4 separate regions of the Mus musculus genome follow, and all the other regions are linked to region 4. Evidence: chromatin contacts called from public HiChIP or PLAC-seq and promoter capture Hi-C data. All regions are on one chromosome and are shown on one strand. The core of a region is the stretch at or near the end of the contact, and the rest is flanking DNA. Distances in the headings are between cores, read along the strand shown. Region 1 holds the start of Fga (fibrinogen alpha chain). Region 2 has its middle 51 kb from the start of Rbm46. Region 3 holds the start of Rbm46 (RNA binding motif protein 46). Region 4 holds the start of Npy2r (neuropeptide Y receptor Y2).

The links. Promoter capture Hi-C pulls out the DNA fragments that hold promoters and counts their contacts. HiChIP or PLAC-seq counts read pairs in DNA pulled down with a chosen protein or histone mark.
Region 1: a promoter capture Hi-C map of hippocampal neurons shows a contact between it and region 4, with 2.1 times the contacts expected there. The contact joins the promoter of Fga here to the promoter of Npy2r in region 4. A contact is called at or near these places in 1 of 39 promoter capture datasets (hippocampal neurons) and 1 of 9 other capture datasets (adipose tissue).
Region 2: an H3K27ac HiChIP or PLAC-seq map of VIP interneurons shows a contact between it and region 4, with 4 times the contacts expected there. The contact joins the enhancer-like site here to the promoter of Npy2r in region 4. A contact is called at or near these places in 2 of 484 Hi-C or Micro-C datasets (cortical neurons and embryonic stem cells), 3 of 115 datasets of contacts at active chromatin or transcription factors (VIP interneurons, embryonic forebrain and forebrain) and 2 of 9 other capture datasets (adipose tissue and embryonic stem cells).
Region 3: a contact with region 4 is called in a promoter capture Hi-C map of liver, with 2.4 times the contacts expected there. The contact joins the promoter of Rbm46 here to the promoter of Npy2r in region 4. A contact is called at or near these places in 7 of 39 promoter capture datasets (the HPC-7 cell line, embryonic stem cells, frontonasal cranial neural crest and 3 more), 1 of 484 Hi-C or Micro-C datasets (nephron progenitors) and 1 of 115 datasets of contacts at active chromatin or transcription factors (forebrain).

The regions. Positions count from the first base shown.
Region 1 is chr3:83,023,994-83,027,579 of GRCm38.p6, reverse strand. Fga (fibrinogen alpha chain) reads right to left here and starts at 1,427. Exons shown (of 6, transcript NM_001111048.2): 1 at 1,312-1,427. The coding sequence starts at 1,365.
Region 2 is chr3:82,823,640-82,827,298 of GRCm38.p6, reverse strand. No RefSeq gene overlaps it. Among named protein-coding and RNA genes, the nearest start is that of Rbm46, 51 kb to the left of the region's middle. Within about 2 kb of position 1,913, at least 2 of the 459 cell types and tissues checked have an H3K27ac peak or open chromatin away from gene starts, as enhancers often do. A contact at or near this core is called in VIP interneurons, where this site is marked.
Region 3 is chr3:82,874,617-82,877,901 of GRCm38.p6, reverse strand. Rbm46 (RNA binding motif protein 46) reads left to right here and starts at 1,419. Exons shown (of 6, transcript NM_001277170.1): 1 at 1,419-1,594. Rbm46os (RNA binding motif protein 46, opposite strand) reads right to left here and starts at 1,197. Exons shown (of 4, transcript NR_040382.1): 1 at 1,144-1,197.
Region 4 is chr3:82,546,137-82,549,596 of GRCm38.p6, reverse strand. It overlaps Npy2r (neuropeptide Y receptor Y2), which reads left to right and starts at 1,512. Exons shown (of 2, transcript NM_008731.3): 1 at 1,512-1,760.

The sequences.
Region 1 (3,586 bases), core at 178-2,677, 480 kb before region 4:
AAATTCAATTGTATGAGTAAAATAGCACAACAATGAAGCAGACAGAAAGTGCACATAATAATGAGACAAGGAAGACAATAGAAGTACAAATTACCCAGAAATATCGCCTCAGCTGGTTATTTTAGTTTAATTCCCTCCAAAATGTATTGTTCTTTACTCTCTGATATCAAGATTTTTGAATGGTGAGCCAAAAAACCCACCACCACCACCACCACCACCACCACCACCACCACCACAAAAAACACCTGAAATAATATACAGCCTGGGTAACTAATTAGGATGTCACTAGGTCCTTGGTCATAGTTGACATGTTTTATAAACTAGAATGTGTCAGAAACTCCAGTAATTTAGATTTCTTTCTTTTGTTTTTCTTTGGGGCTTAATTTGGGGAATGATGTCAGTATTTAGAAGTTATCTGAAAAGAACACGAATCCTTCCAAAGAGCCCACTGCCTCATAACTAATGTCTTCGGAATTTGCTATACGTTTTCAAAGGCAATTAATTTGCCCTCTTCCTTTTATGTCTTCAAAAGGATATGAAAAGTTCCTCTTAGGGCTGCGGGTGTAGAACGCTTGCTTGGTCAGTACAGAGAAAGCTCTGCTTCATTCCTCAACATGACAACATTACAAAACTAAAATATTACAAATAAAACAAAGACTAGAGGTAAACCATACTAAACCCCAAACCTTCTGCTCATTACAGACAAATGTCTGGAATTACCAGCTGGAGAACAGTTCTTACCCAGTGTTTTGTTCTGTTAGAATGATGTCTCTGGAGTTTAAAGGGACAAACATGTGGAGGGATTCAGGAGGCTGGCAGTGTAGCTTAGTTGTAGAGAGCTTTACTGCCATGCCCAGGGGTTCTCAACCTGTGGGTCACGACTCCTTTGGCAAACCTCTATTTCCAAAAATATTTACGTTATGATTCATAAAAGTAATAAAATTAAGGTTAGGGAGTAGTAACTAAAAACAATTTTCTAGTTGCGGGTCATCACAACATGAGGAACTGCATCTAAGGGTTGCAGCATGAGGAATTCTATGCTGGATCAATCCCCAGCAACCGTGAGAGTATACTAACACACAGCTGCAGTTTTAAAGACTGCATCTGAATCAGCCTGAACGACAGATGTCAAGATCTCTCGTTATCCTAGGGCCTCCCTCTGGACATCACATTTCCCCATACACTTGTCAGGCTCATCTAAGAATTTGCCTCCCTGGCCTGGCATTTAAAAAGCTAAGTACAAAGGACTTGTAGACTCTGAACTCAGGGCTCCTTGCGGAAGAATTAACAGAGAGAAGAGAAAGCACATACCCAGACTGTGCTGGCCACGCTCAAGATGAGGCAGGTGACCCTCAGGGACAGCATGGTGTCTGCGTTTAGGGATGGCTCATGAGGAGAACTGGAGCTGAAGCGAAGGAGGACTGACTGCACTCACAGCTCCAACCCTACTTAAACCGGCAGGAGGTTAATCATCACCCTTGGCCCACTCAAGCAGCCAAAGCTCACAGTGTGTCCTGTGCTCTGACCATAATAACCAAGGTATCCCAGAAACTCTTGCTCAATTCTCTGTAGCTTGTTTGTTTCCGATAAGTTGTTGCAAATGGTAGCATTTGATTGTGCAGTCAGCAGTTGGGGGGTGGGGGGAATCTACATTCCAGGAAATGGGGGCCTTGGAAGCTGGGGAGATGAACACAGTTCACACCTGAAGGAAGTAAGAGAGCAGCCAGGGCACTCTGGCTATCACTTCTGTGGAGCAGAGACATTGGACTGTGTGTGGGATTCAGAGTTCATCTGAATTTCAGAATGACCTGAAAGCCTACAATAAGCTTATGTTAAACGGGTTGTTTTCCTCCAGCCAGAGGTCAAGACAGTAGCTGCTGGCGACCAATGCCAGCATCCACAGTCCTAGCTCCAGCTTCCTGGCTCTGAGCACTTATGAAGGTTAACTGTCCATCCTTGGGAATCAGTCTCCTCTCTTAAAGACCAGGGCAAAGGCAACATCCTACACATGTTAGTAAACAAATGGGTGAATTATTTCAAGGCCTCCCGAGGAGTGGTTGTCACCACGGCCTGGGAGGAAGTGCTGGCCATGATTGGAGAAGTACATGGAAAATGTACTGTACTTCCTGCCTTTGGGCTTGATCTCTCTTCATCTGCTCTTCATTTCCATGTACAATTCTTCTGGACTCAGTGAAACTTCTGTGTGACCCAACCACGCACCCACTAATATTCCCCCCCCCCCCAAAAAGCAACAGCTGGATTTTGAACAGAATATTCATTGTTCACAATTCCACACTATGGAAGCAGCCTCAGACAATGGATGAATGGATAAAGAAAAGGGGTGGATACAAGAGATTATTGTTCAGCCTGTGAAAAGAAGAAATTCACACATTTGGGGAAATGTACGGGAGCCTTGAGGATATCACACTAAGCGAACGATGTGACTTCACTTCCGTGTGAAACCTTTAATGTGCAACTCAAGAGACTGGGACACAGTAGTGGTTTCCTGGAGACGAGAAATGAGGGAAACAGAAAGGAAGAAAAAAGAGGAAAAGGGAAAGATAATCAAAGAAGGTGATGCATATACTAATGAGCTCAAAGGGGTGGTTATTTCACATCAAACATACAGCACTTTTACATATCAGTCACGGTTCAATAAAATGATTAAAAAAAACCCTTTGACTTAAGTGTGCTGTATTTAGTAATAAACACTGAGAATGAGCAGCCAAATCTGAATCTCAGACAGACAACCAATATATCTTAGTGTATGCATGTCTTCTGCCGTGTTTGGAGTATGCTTATACTAGAATGTAGTTGTTCATGTGAAATGCAAACGTAACAGGGTATTCTGTTAGCTGGCAACCAGTCCTGCTTTGTGTGAAATTCTGCTTCCTATGTGAAACCACTCCTGGTAACAGCTGTCACTACTAACCTTTATTGAGTGCTTACTGAGCACCCAAATATTTGCTGGACATTCTGCATGTTCCTGGTTTGATACCTGAAATGAATGTGGCCCCTTGTTCCTCCGTCCTGTCTTAGATCAGGTATCACTTGTGGCATTTATCATTTGTATGGGGCACTATCTGTCTCTTCCACTAGATAAGAAACTAAAAATTGAAATATTTTGCTTGTTTTTATAGGTTCTCTAAAAGGAACAGATCCTCATTGAACGAGCTAGCATGAGTATCCTCCTCTGTTGCAAACTGAGCAGCTCAGGCCTTCGAAGCTTGCTGCAGACAGATCCAAGCTCATCGAGGCCATGTCTATCTACTCTGAGGTAGGTTCCTCAACTTTCTAACAATAGCTTCAGAGCTCGGAGAAAACCCTAGAGTCCACTGAGAGTCCAGATTGCAGCGATTCCTGGAGAAGCTGGTGCCTATTCACCCACAGATGCTTTATCAACAAAATGCCAAGCATGGACAGGAAACCCCCTCAAATATTTTCCTAGGCCCACAGGAAGTTCATTTTAGGAATTGAACATGGTAGAGCCAAGACATTCCCAGAGAGTAACCAGGTGGGCTTCTGGTAAATGGACCTTTAATCTCTGTGAAGGTTATTTAGCTAACAGAGATAATTTGAAAGCCAT
Region 2 (3,659 bases), core at 664-3,163, 280 kb before region 4:
GATAATAAAGTATAAATGGATAAGCTTTCCAAGATGTCAGTTATTACTGGCTAATCCACATTAACAGAAAGAAATAATTTGTTTTGTTTTGTTTTTTATATAAATGGTTGTGTTATTTCTGCTTGTATCAAAGCATCAAAAAAGGAGAGAGTAGTGAGTCTTCGTGGATGGCGATATTACTAATTTATACTCAGTATCTCCTCAGTTATAATTCCATATTTGTAAGAGTAAGAAAACCAGAATTCTATAGGAAAACATGTACAGAAGCACCCAGCACCGTATCAGCCACATAACAAGTAATCAACACTGTGCATTTGCCGTGTAGCAAGCAGAGATAATTTAGGGAGTTTATTGCAGTGAATGTTAATTAGAGTGAGGCAGAGGCAAGAGTGAGAAGGTGGCAAACCAGCGTCTACACCTGTAGCCTTGGACAGGTGCTGAAGGTTTCTGCACGCTGGTTTCATTGGCTCATAAAATGGAGATGCTAAGACCTTACTCGTGGGGAATATTAAATCATTCATTGCACAGAATGCATTTGGAATAGTGGATGGCAGTGGCAAACACTCAATAAATTTCAATGACTCTTACATTACATGCAAAGGACTGTGCTAAGAGTTGTCAAGGGTCATGACTCTCAGAGATAAATGTAGTTTGGTTCCGTTTGCAAGCTTCCCACTGTGTATGGTGAGAGGGAGGCGAGGGAGGCAGCCTTTATTACACGGGTCAGTTCTTAGTATTACAGGTAGAATCACCCCATGTGAGCTCCAAATGTCTTTCCTCCCTCTTCTGTGCCTACATTTTCTTCTGCCTCCTACATTCCTTGGAAGTAAGAGCCAGTAACATCCATCTTTGGTACTTATTAGCCCCCACAGCCACCAGTGCAGTAAATTGTACTCAGATGGCTTTGAAAGTTTGTTAGGAGCAGAAAGTAAGGTAATTCCACTGGTGTTGCAATGTGTCACTAGAGAGTCTGAGATGTGGGAGGTAGGGGGAGACTCCTGGATCTTGCCTTACATAAGAACCTTTCCGAGTTGATTCACTGAGGCAGACCCTAATGGCTGTCTGCTCATGCAAGGCCTTACCTTGGAACCTCTCCTGGTTGTCTAGCTGAGGCTAGTCTTGATGGCGGCCTGCACAGTATTTTCATCTTGCTGATAGAACTCTGAATTTGTTTGCATTTTGCTTAAGTAGATTTTTGAAGCCAAAGGACAATTTTATTAGAGTTTGAAAGAGAAACAACAGGGCCGCCAAAGAGTTGATCTCTACAGATTCAGGAAAGATGGAGAGGAGGCAAAGAGGAAGTCAGGACTTTTTTGAATTGGCAAACAGCCACATGGTGGACAGAGATGGGGCTCAGGGAACAAGTGAGATTATCCAGACCCCTAGAAAAGCACGCTTGTGTTTTAACCAATATAAGGAAAGAAAAGAGAGAGAGAAAAAAAGAAGAAACAGAAAAGAAGGAAAATGAAAAGTGGAAACTTGTTTGTTTTGTGTGTTAGAATTCACAGCCAAAACTAAAAACAAGAAAACAACAACAATAACAATAACAAAAACCCCAAACAGTTTAACCAGAAATGGGCAGGATTACCTATGCTGTTTGGTGGCAGTTATATAAGTGGCTTGGTCATATATTTTGGGGTCTAAGGTCCATAATGTGGTTTCCACTTGGCATCAGGAGTGAATGGAGATTAGCTTTAGGAGTCGCCATAAGACACGCTTGGGGAATGGGATCTTGGGTAAAGTTTCACTGCTCCCAGAAGGACTTTCTTCGGGGAGCTGTTTCCGTCCTGCTCTGAGGTTATCTGCGTGTGGCCATTCAGCATCCACAGCAGCCTGAGATCCTGAGAGGAGGCAGCCTAGAATAACAAGCAGGGACATTTGCTTTTGTATCTGTGCATGAATATTACTTACTGCTGGAACGAGACCGAGCTCATTGACCATTCTACCCACATTCCTCCCTGTAATCGACGTAAGTGCTGAGCAACCTCTTTATTTGCATAAGTGGAGGGGAATGGAAGATGATTATCTAACGGTGCTTCATTTATTCCTTCTGAATAATTGCTCTAATCAGGGATTCATTTTTGGTGCTCTCTCTGCGGACATTGGATCCTTTGGTTTTATCAAAGCAAAGATTTGAAAGTCACCTAAGTCCAACAGCAAGAGAGATGTGTAGTGCTCCCAGTAGGGTCACTGACTTTCTCTACCTGAAAATGACATGTGTAATGGTCTCCTTGGGTTACAAAGATGTTTAACATCACAAGGCTGGGCTTGAGAAATGCCTCTCTTCTATGGAACAATAGTGAGAGTATGAAGAAGGAATTATGGTGGGGAAAAGAAACAGAATTATGCTTAACATTCAGTTATCTCTCAGGGTAGTTATGCTTAAGAAGAGTTACAAATGAAAACCAAGGAACAGGATGCGATTACTACAGTACCACACACGTTCTAATATCCCCTGAGAAGCCTGCATTCTCCCAACCTTTTATGACATTTCTGTTCTTTAAAGGAAAGGGGAAGTACTAAGTTACCAAAGACCTTTTGGTCATGTCTGATGAACACAGTGGTTCTTTAAAAGATTGAATTTTTGAAGAGATCTTATTTATTTTTATTTTATGTGTATGAGTGTTTTCCTGGTGCCTGTGGAGATCAGCAGGAGGTGCCAGGCTCCCTGGAACCGGCGTCATGAACATTTGTAAGCTGTGTGGGTGCTATGTGGGGGCTGAGAATGAAACCCAGGTCTTCTGGAAGATCAGCCAGTTCTCTTACCTGTTGAGTCATCTCTCCCAAGTCCCAAAATTTAATTTAAAAAGTATTAATAAAGAGCAATAGATATGAAGAACAATGGGACTTTTTTAAATTCATAGAATCATCACCCTTTGAATGATGATCAGGAATAAGGAATAACGTCTTTAACATTTAAGCTTTTTAAAAAGCCCCCAAATTGCCTCACTCTCTGACTTCTCTATTGGTATAACCAAACTCAGCTCATTACGTTTGAATTTATTCTCCCAGGACAGAAAACTATCTGTCCAGGAACGAGAGGTTCTGTATTGGCTGAGTCTTAATGTAGAGATTAGAGGCTGTGAAGGCTTTGCTTTGTTTGCAGTTTGGGACATATCTACTGTCATCATTGTCCCATTTTTATATCTCATGTATACATGTAGAATTAATGTGGCACTGCTACTAATATATAAGAAATATGATATAGCAACTTTCAGAAAATGGGAATGTTAGTAGAAAATTATATTAAAACCTAGAAAGAGCTTACATTAACCTTTTCAGGATGATATTTCTTTGGTGAGAAATGAAACAAAACAAAACAATTGGTATGACCACATTACTAAAAGTCAATTTCATCAAAGACATACAGTCCAATGTCAAGGTCATGGTCAATTCAGTGTTTCTCCTTTTCGTTAAGGATATATCTACTTGAAAAAGATCGAAAATGCTTTAGTTTTATTTAAATAAATCCCTGTCATCAGATTTATGTTCTAATGCCTGCCAGCATTTCCATGTAAATTATTTCCATTACGCTACACTCCAGTTAGTCTCAAAAGATTTAGGATTCCTTTAGCATTAGGAATCTCACGGACTTTTTATTTCTTGATATCTTAAAGCATTCCGGTTTCAGTCCTGGAGGTCACCGTGTCGTATTTTCT
Region 3 (3,285 bases), core at 170-2,669, 330 kb before region 4:
TTCACATCTTTCTTCATTTGGGTCATCTTTCCCCATAAAGCATCTAAAAATTTCTATTTTGCAGTCTATTCTTAAAGAATTCTCGTAGCATAAAGGTTTCAGATGCCCTCTTCTTGGAAACTTAAGAAATAAAGGCTATTCCTTTATGTTTTGGTTGCAGAAGGCATAAATCTTTTATAGCAGTCAATGAAAAATACATCTGCTAATAAAATTTGCTCAGTTTCTTTAAGACTTTGAGGGAGAGGATGTACCCTGTAACTTGAGTCTTTAACATTGTCTTTCTAAAGCAAGTTTCTAAGGCCTCACTCTAATGACCTTTATGAAACTCTTGTTCACTTGGTTTCCTTTATACTGGGGATGGGGTGTGAAAAGAGAACACACTGGAAATGTTAAGTAGTCCTCCAGGCTACCTCCAAGACCTCATTCACACCTCACAATAAAATATCGCCACCTACTGGCTTCTACAGGCTCCTACAACGACGCTTAAAATCAGCTAGTCTGTAAAATCAAGTCTGTAAAATTCAGACATGAAAATGAATGTGAAGAACCTTTCTTTCCTGGACAAAACAAAACAAACGAACAATGTTTAACAAACCTTCCTCTTGTAGTTTTTGAGGTTAAAAAAATCTTTAAAAACAAAGCCAAACTAGTGTATTAGATGTGGCTCAGGCTTTCAACTTGTTTGGAAAATACTGTGCAGAGCAGAGTTTAGGAATAACTGCTTTCCGAGTTACCAACGCCTCCCAGGTATTGTGCATAGCGTTCTCCTTGGGGGGCACCTTTTGGGATAGTAACATATCACAAGCCGCTTGATGCACACGTTGTGTAAACGCCCACAGCTCTCTTGAGTCGGTTTCCCTGTCTGTAAAACATGCTATAACTTAGTTTTAAAAACCCTGTGAGAACGGACGAAGATGCCCTGGAACTGCTTTTGGCACGTAGAAACATAAAAGGGCTAAAACTCTGTTAACGTTATTTACGATCCCAGTCTCATCATATCTGTTTTAAGGGGAATCAGAAATTAAGGGGCCACCCCTCCCATCCTCATTTACAAAAGTCCCCATGACTGTTTTGCACCCAACAAGGCGTTCAATCAAGATTTGCAAACTTCATCCAGCCAGACAAAGAACTTTCTCAACCTACCTACATCTCCCTTAAGGGAAGCACTGCAAGTTCACTTTGTAACTTTTGTTTAGTAACGCCTTCAAGTCTTCCACGCGCCAAACTTCACTCGCCCAGACTGGCTTTTCTCCTCCTGATTGGCCAGCGAGCGTGCCACTCCAAGTCCCTTTCGCCTGTCGCAAGTGCCTCCTCCGGCCTCAAGCCTCAGTCCCGCCTCCTCGCCCCCACCGGCGGCCGCTGATTGGTCGAGGTGGGGCCACTCCACGTGAGGCACGCTAGGCTGAGGCGAAGAGCCCGTGGCCCCGAGGCGCGAGGACAGCACGAGCGCCACTGGCCACGCCCTGCCCCGTCCGGCCCCGCGGCGACTCCTCTGACCACCGCTTCCGCCCGCAGCGCCGATCCGAAGCTCTGGCGGCGGTTTGTGCTCGTTGGTCCAGGGATTTTTAGGTCTGGCCTCTGAAGACCCGACGGGGTGAGGCGGGAATGGGAGCTGCGGGGGTGACCGGCAAACCGCTGCCAACGGCCGCAGTCGGGGGTGCCCTCGTGCGGGGTCCGGGGCGCCACCGTCGGGCGGTGTCCGCGGGCTGGCCTGCGCGGCCGCCCCGTCGACAGCGGCTCCGGGGTCTCGGGCTCCCTGCGCGGCCGCCCCGTCGACAGCGGCTCTCGGGTCTCGGGCTCCCTGCGCGGCTGCCCAGTCGGCAGAAGCTCCGGGACCTCGGGGTCCTGGCCGCTGCTTCCCGACCTCGCTGGCCTCCCGTCGCCGTTGTGTCCGCTCGCCGCGCCGCCCAGAGTTCCTAGCGGGGGCCGGGCCTCGAACTTTCCGCCGCCCCGACTGGGAAGCGGCCGGGCTGCCTAGGGGATCTGCGTGAGTGGTTGTCGGGAGCCAACTGCCCGACGGGCCGGATAACACTCTTAGTGCAGCCTGGGGTGAGGGAGGACCACGGAGCCGGTCCAGGGGCCCGGTGGATGCTGGTGGACTGGCTTCCTGGTGAATTTATGAGAAGGGGACCCCAGGGGACTCAGAAAAAGCACCTCATTTAGCCTTCTAGAATTAGGTTAAAACCAGGAAGCACTATAGGTAGCATCAAGGTGGTAACAGCCCATCATTTATGAATATGCATGTGGAAATAGGCTAATTTAAATAACTAGCAGTTTTCATTTCAAGGGATTAGGGCAATGAGATGCTTCAGAAACTTCCTTTGTAGTCATAAGAATCAACCTTAGCGCTGTGATAGGTAGATTTGTTTTTAAGTATACCTGTTTAAAATATTGTCTCAATCACTAACTGTGCCACTGAGGACATTCGGATCTTGTTAGCACTGTATTTGCCAAATAACCAACTAATGCCTTATTTCCTGCGTGTGGCCATGTTTTAAGTGCTAATTTTCATATAAGAGTCTTGGACTTTAAAATATTAATGCCAAAATTATAAAACAGCTCATGTAAGGTGCAAACATCCTTATAAAGTAAGAAATATTAAAACCAAGAATATATATTCAACTGTGTATGGGTGAAGTTACGCTTTAAGCGTTCAGTGGTATTGTTTTCATTGGTGGAAAACTTAAGAGGTACCAGAAGTTAAGAAAGGATTGCAAATAAGTAATTTGTGTAAATTAAAAATTTTTAATGCTGTTAACTTTAATATCTGTTGGTTGGTAAGGTAAAAAGATAAGGGGAAATGTGATTTCTGTGTTCAAATTAATAAGACTTCAAATGACACTACAGATGACAGTGTCTTTAGTCAGGAAAGCATTTATAGGTATCTCTCATAAACTGAAAGAGCACATCGCTTTTGGGTTTAGTATTTAACATTTGTTTGCAGTGATTTGAAACAATTTTCCCTGTGTGAGTGCAGCGGCTTGCGTGAGAGTTGGAGCAACTTTCAGGAGTTGCCTCTCTCCCTGGTGGGGTTCAGAGGTGTAACAAGTTCTCAGGCGCAGTAACCCACTGCGCATTGTGACCACAAATGATTTTTCTAAATAGTTGGTTTCTTTTTATCATCCTAAATTTAAGTCAGTTCTTCGTTCGCGAAATACCTAGTACTAAAAGTTTTAAACACTTCACCTTTGCAGTCAAACACACTCATTATTTATAATAGAAATAGTTTAAAATGAAATTGAACTGACTCGTCTCTAAACTTGTATTTATAAAATATTTTAGATG
Region 4 (3,460 bases), core at 263-2,762:
AAAAGGAATCTGTTCAACTGAAAGCATATGTGCGAACAAGAGATACTTCCCTAAACCAAAAAAATGCTTACAAAAAGGACTTTAAGCAGAGTGTGTAAAACATCATGGCTTCTCGCAGGCCTGCTGCCTTTTATGTACTGGTAATTGAAAGGCCCACGAAACACTGTTTTATAGGTAGCTTCTTTAGCATGATGTCACATGAATTGAAGATTGATATCAGATTCTATACTTCTTATGACCTATAATTAGGGTGTGTGACTTTCAGTGGCCACGGGACTGAAAATCCATTTCCCAATAAAGGAGTAATTATTACTACGTGGGGGAGTACTTGTCTTTTAAAAATAGGTTAAGTATAACTTTTTTTTTTCGAGACACCTAATCTAAATCGAATCATTGTTTTGTATCCTTCAGAGACATTCTGAGAACTAATGTGGCCATCCTTATTTTATAAATTAAAAAAGAAAGAAAGAAAAGAAAACAACAAGAAGAGTGATCCAATGCAGCGAGGTGACTTGTGCAGCTCTGAGAGACACGGTGGTTAAGACAAGCCTGGCTTCCTGGCTTTCAAGTCTCTACTGCCCCCTTTAAAATCTGAAGGAAAAGAGACTTGTAGCAAACCTCTGGAAAGACTGCTGGTGAATGAAGAGTTTGCAGGGTAAGGTTGAAACAGCCCTCTAGCGTGACTGAAAGTCCTGCATGTCCTCTTTCAGCCTTCGGGCTTCACTCCTGAGGAACATTTCCCGAGGCATGGTCTCCCTGCTCTCTCGAAATCTCGAATGGTGCAAGAACTAAAGGCGAAGAATTTTGAAGTCAACTAATTGGACAAAGAAAGACTGTTTTACGACCCACTGCTGTTCTCTACGTTCTTCCCGAGGGACAGTTTTGCCAGTGTTCCGCTGGGACACCTGGGCTTGTGATCTGAAGGCGCAGGGTTCCAGGGACACCTGTTAAGGGCTTTGCTGCTCCCGTCCCCCAGGCACTGGACTCGTGTTAACCACAGTTCCTGTGCCTGCGCTGTGTGGCAGGGCGCGCTGGCTGTTTGTCCTTGGGATCCAGCTTCTGCGAGGAGTTCGTTCTCCTCCTTGGTTTTTACACAAGGAAACTCCTAGCCCAGAGTGGGATTCTGCCCCTCCACCCCAAGTGTGGAACCTCTCTCCAGCCCACACCCGCAAGCCTGAGGTGTCTGTCGCTGTTCACATAGCCAGGGACCACAGCTCCCTCCCTGCATCGGGGTTCGCCACTGCCCTGCACTTTTCTCTGCAGATTAGGTGAACTCCTAAGTGGAGTGAATAGCAGCTGCAGGGAGTGGTGGCGAGGAACGATGAGGCGCTACGCTGCATAGCGTGCAACTAAGGTTGGAGGACACTAATCTCCAGTCTCTGACTACGGGGAACTTATCTGCCTCACTCCCTCGCTCCGCAGTTCCCCTACCTGTGTCCTTTCCTTCCAGGGCGGCGTTTCTCTCCACTTCTATCTCCGATCCTCCTCCCTCCCCACCCACTCCTACCCGGGGCTCTGAGCTGTGCAGTGCGGGGTCCCTGATCGAGTGGCTTTAGAGGTCCACCGAGAAGCCGAGCAGGCACAGCATTGCAGCTGTTCCGCTTTGCCGCTCCTGCTTCTGATCTCACTTGCTGGCTCACACCAAATCGGACCTGCTTTGGGTGCCTCCCAGGACTGTCTCCAGACTGGCTGTTTAGATAATCCCTTGCTTGAAATTCCTGGATTCCTCATCTGAGAAGGAACGCGCAAGAGTCAATACAGTAAGTAAGTTCAAACTCCAGTTCTCCTTCTGAGATCATGAACAGCCCTAGAGGAGCCCCGGGTCCTGTCAGGGGTAAGAGGGCATGGGGATGTGTTCCGAAGGGGAGCCGCCCACCCCTCCAGGCATTAAGTGGAACACTGGAACTAGGTGGGCTAGTACCACTTCGCTTTTCTTCTTTTGCTGGACTTTTTCTTTTCTGCTGAAGGTTATAGACTGTTCCTTGATTGAGCGCTACAGTATGAGACAGTAAGATATGACTTTGCCCCCTCTTTAAAACTCAAGCACTTTCTGAAGTGCAAGATCATGTAGGGTTTTCTAAGGCTGTTCAAAAATAGAGATTTATTTAGGCTTCCATTCATTTCCCCAAGATGGGGTCACCTACTAGTAGAAGTCTGTGGTTGTGTGGCATGGTGGTGGTGGTGGTGGGGCAGTAATATTTAAATGTCATTCTTAGTAGAGACTAGTCATTAAAATCCCAGTGTCATTTAAGAGACTACACTACTGTCAAAGACAGGAAGCACAAATACAGGAAAGAGAAGCATTCGCTGACTTTTCAGATGATCCATCCATCTCTACTTAGGCAAACAATAATGCCCTGTATGTTGCAGTGTTAAAGACCGCATCTCCCCTCACAGGAGATCCAACAGGTGCAGGCAACTATAGTTTGTAGCATGGAACTTGGGGGTTTTCCCTGGGAAAACAATACTGGAAGGAGGGCTAGACAGGGATGTCACACTTTGCCCACCTGGAGTGACTCTATCTCAGAAATAACTTGCAATTCCAGTGATTTCAGCATGTAGTTAAAGCAGGAGAAGGTTTCTGGCTTATTAAAGAAAGCACCTAGAGCGTCAGAAGGAAAAAAGCATCATTTCCCTTTCTACACTGACTGCTTCTGTAATAAACTCAGTCAAGGGGCACCTGTTCAAGAGAACAGCGCTATTCAGAGTTTTGAATTTCTTGAATAACCTGAATGTCTCATTTTGCCTTGTTTCAAGGAAAGGCTCTCCCCCTTGCCTCTTTCTGGTTTGACTGGGGGCCTCAGGAGTGTCACGCGTGGCAGTGTCTACCCTCACGTTCTCTTTCACTCTCCTACTTTTCCAGAAGTGCTGTTGTGAATGATACATTCTGTGTCCTGGGTAGTGCTTTGCCCAGCCCAGGGCTAGTACTGTGCCTGCATGCAGCTCAGAGTGTTCACAGGGTAATAGCTTGCAGATCGATAGCCATTCCTGCAGAGGAGCTGTAAGACTCCAGCGAAAGGATTTCAGAGGGAAGAAAATGTGATTGAAAAGAAAAAAAAGGAAGTAGTCAATAAATCAAATGCGCTTCTCTTCCCAGTGCCCTTAAATCTGTGCTTACACTCAGCTCGTGGGTGCAACTTTTGCAAGTCTGCTCAACTCTGGTTGCCGTGGATGGTCTGAGTAACTGCTCCATGAAGTCAGTCTCTTAGCTTAGGGAAAATGGGACAGCCAATCAAAGGGGCCAGGGTTCAAATGCCATGTTTTCATAATGGGCAGTGGGGCTGGTATCCCTGGAACGTTCTGTTTGAAATCTATGTTGACTTGTATAGAATGGACCAGTATAGCAACAAAGGAAAACACACAGAAAGTTCCCAGGCCCCTAGAAGTGTGTGTGTGAGTGTGTGTGTGTGTGTGTGTGTGTGTGTGTGTGTGTGTGTGTGTGTAGCGCAGGGGCAGGGGA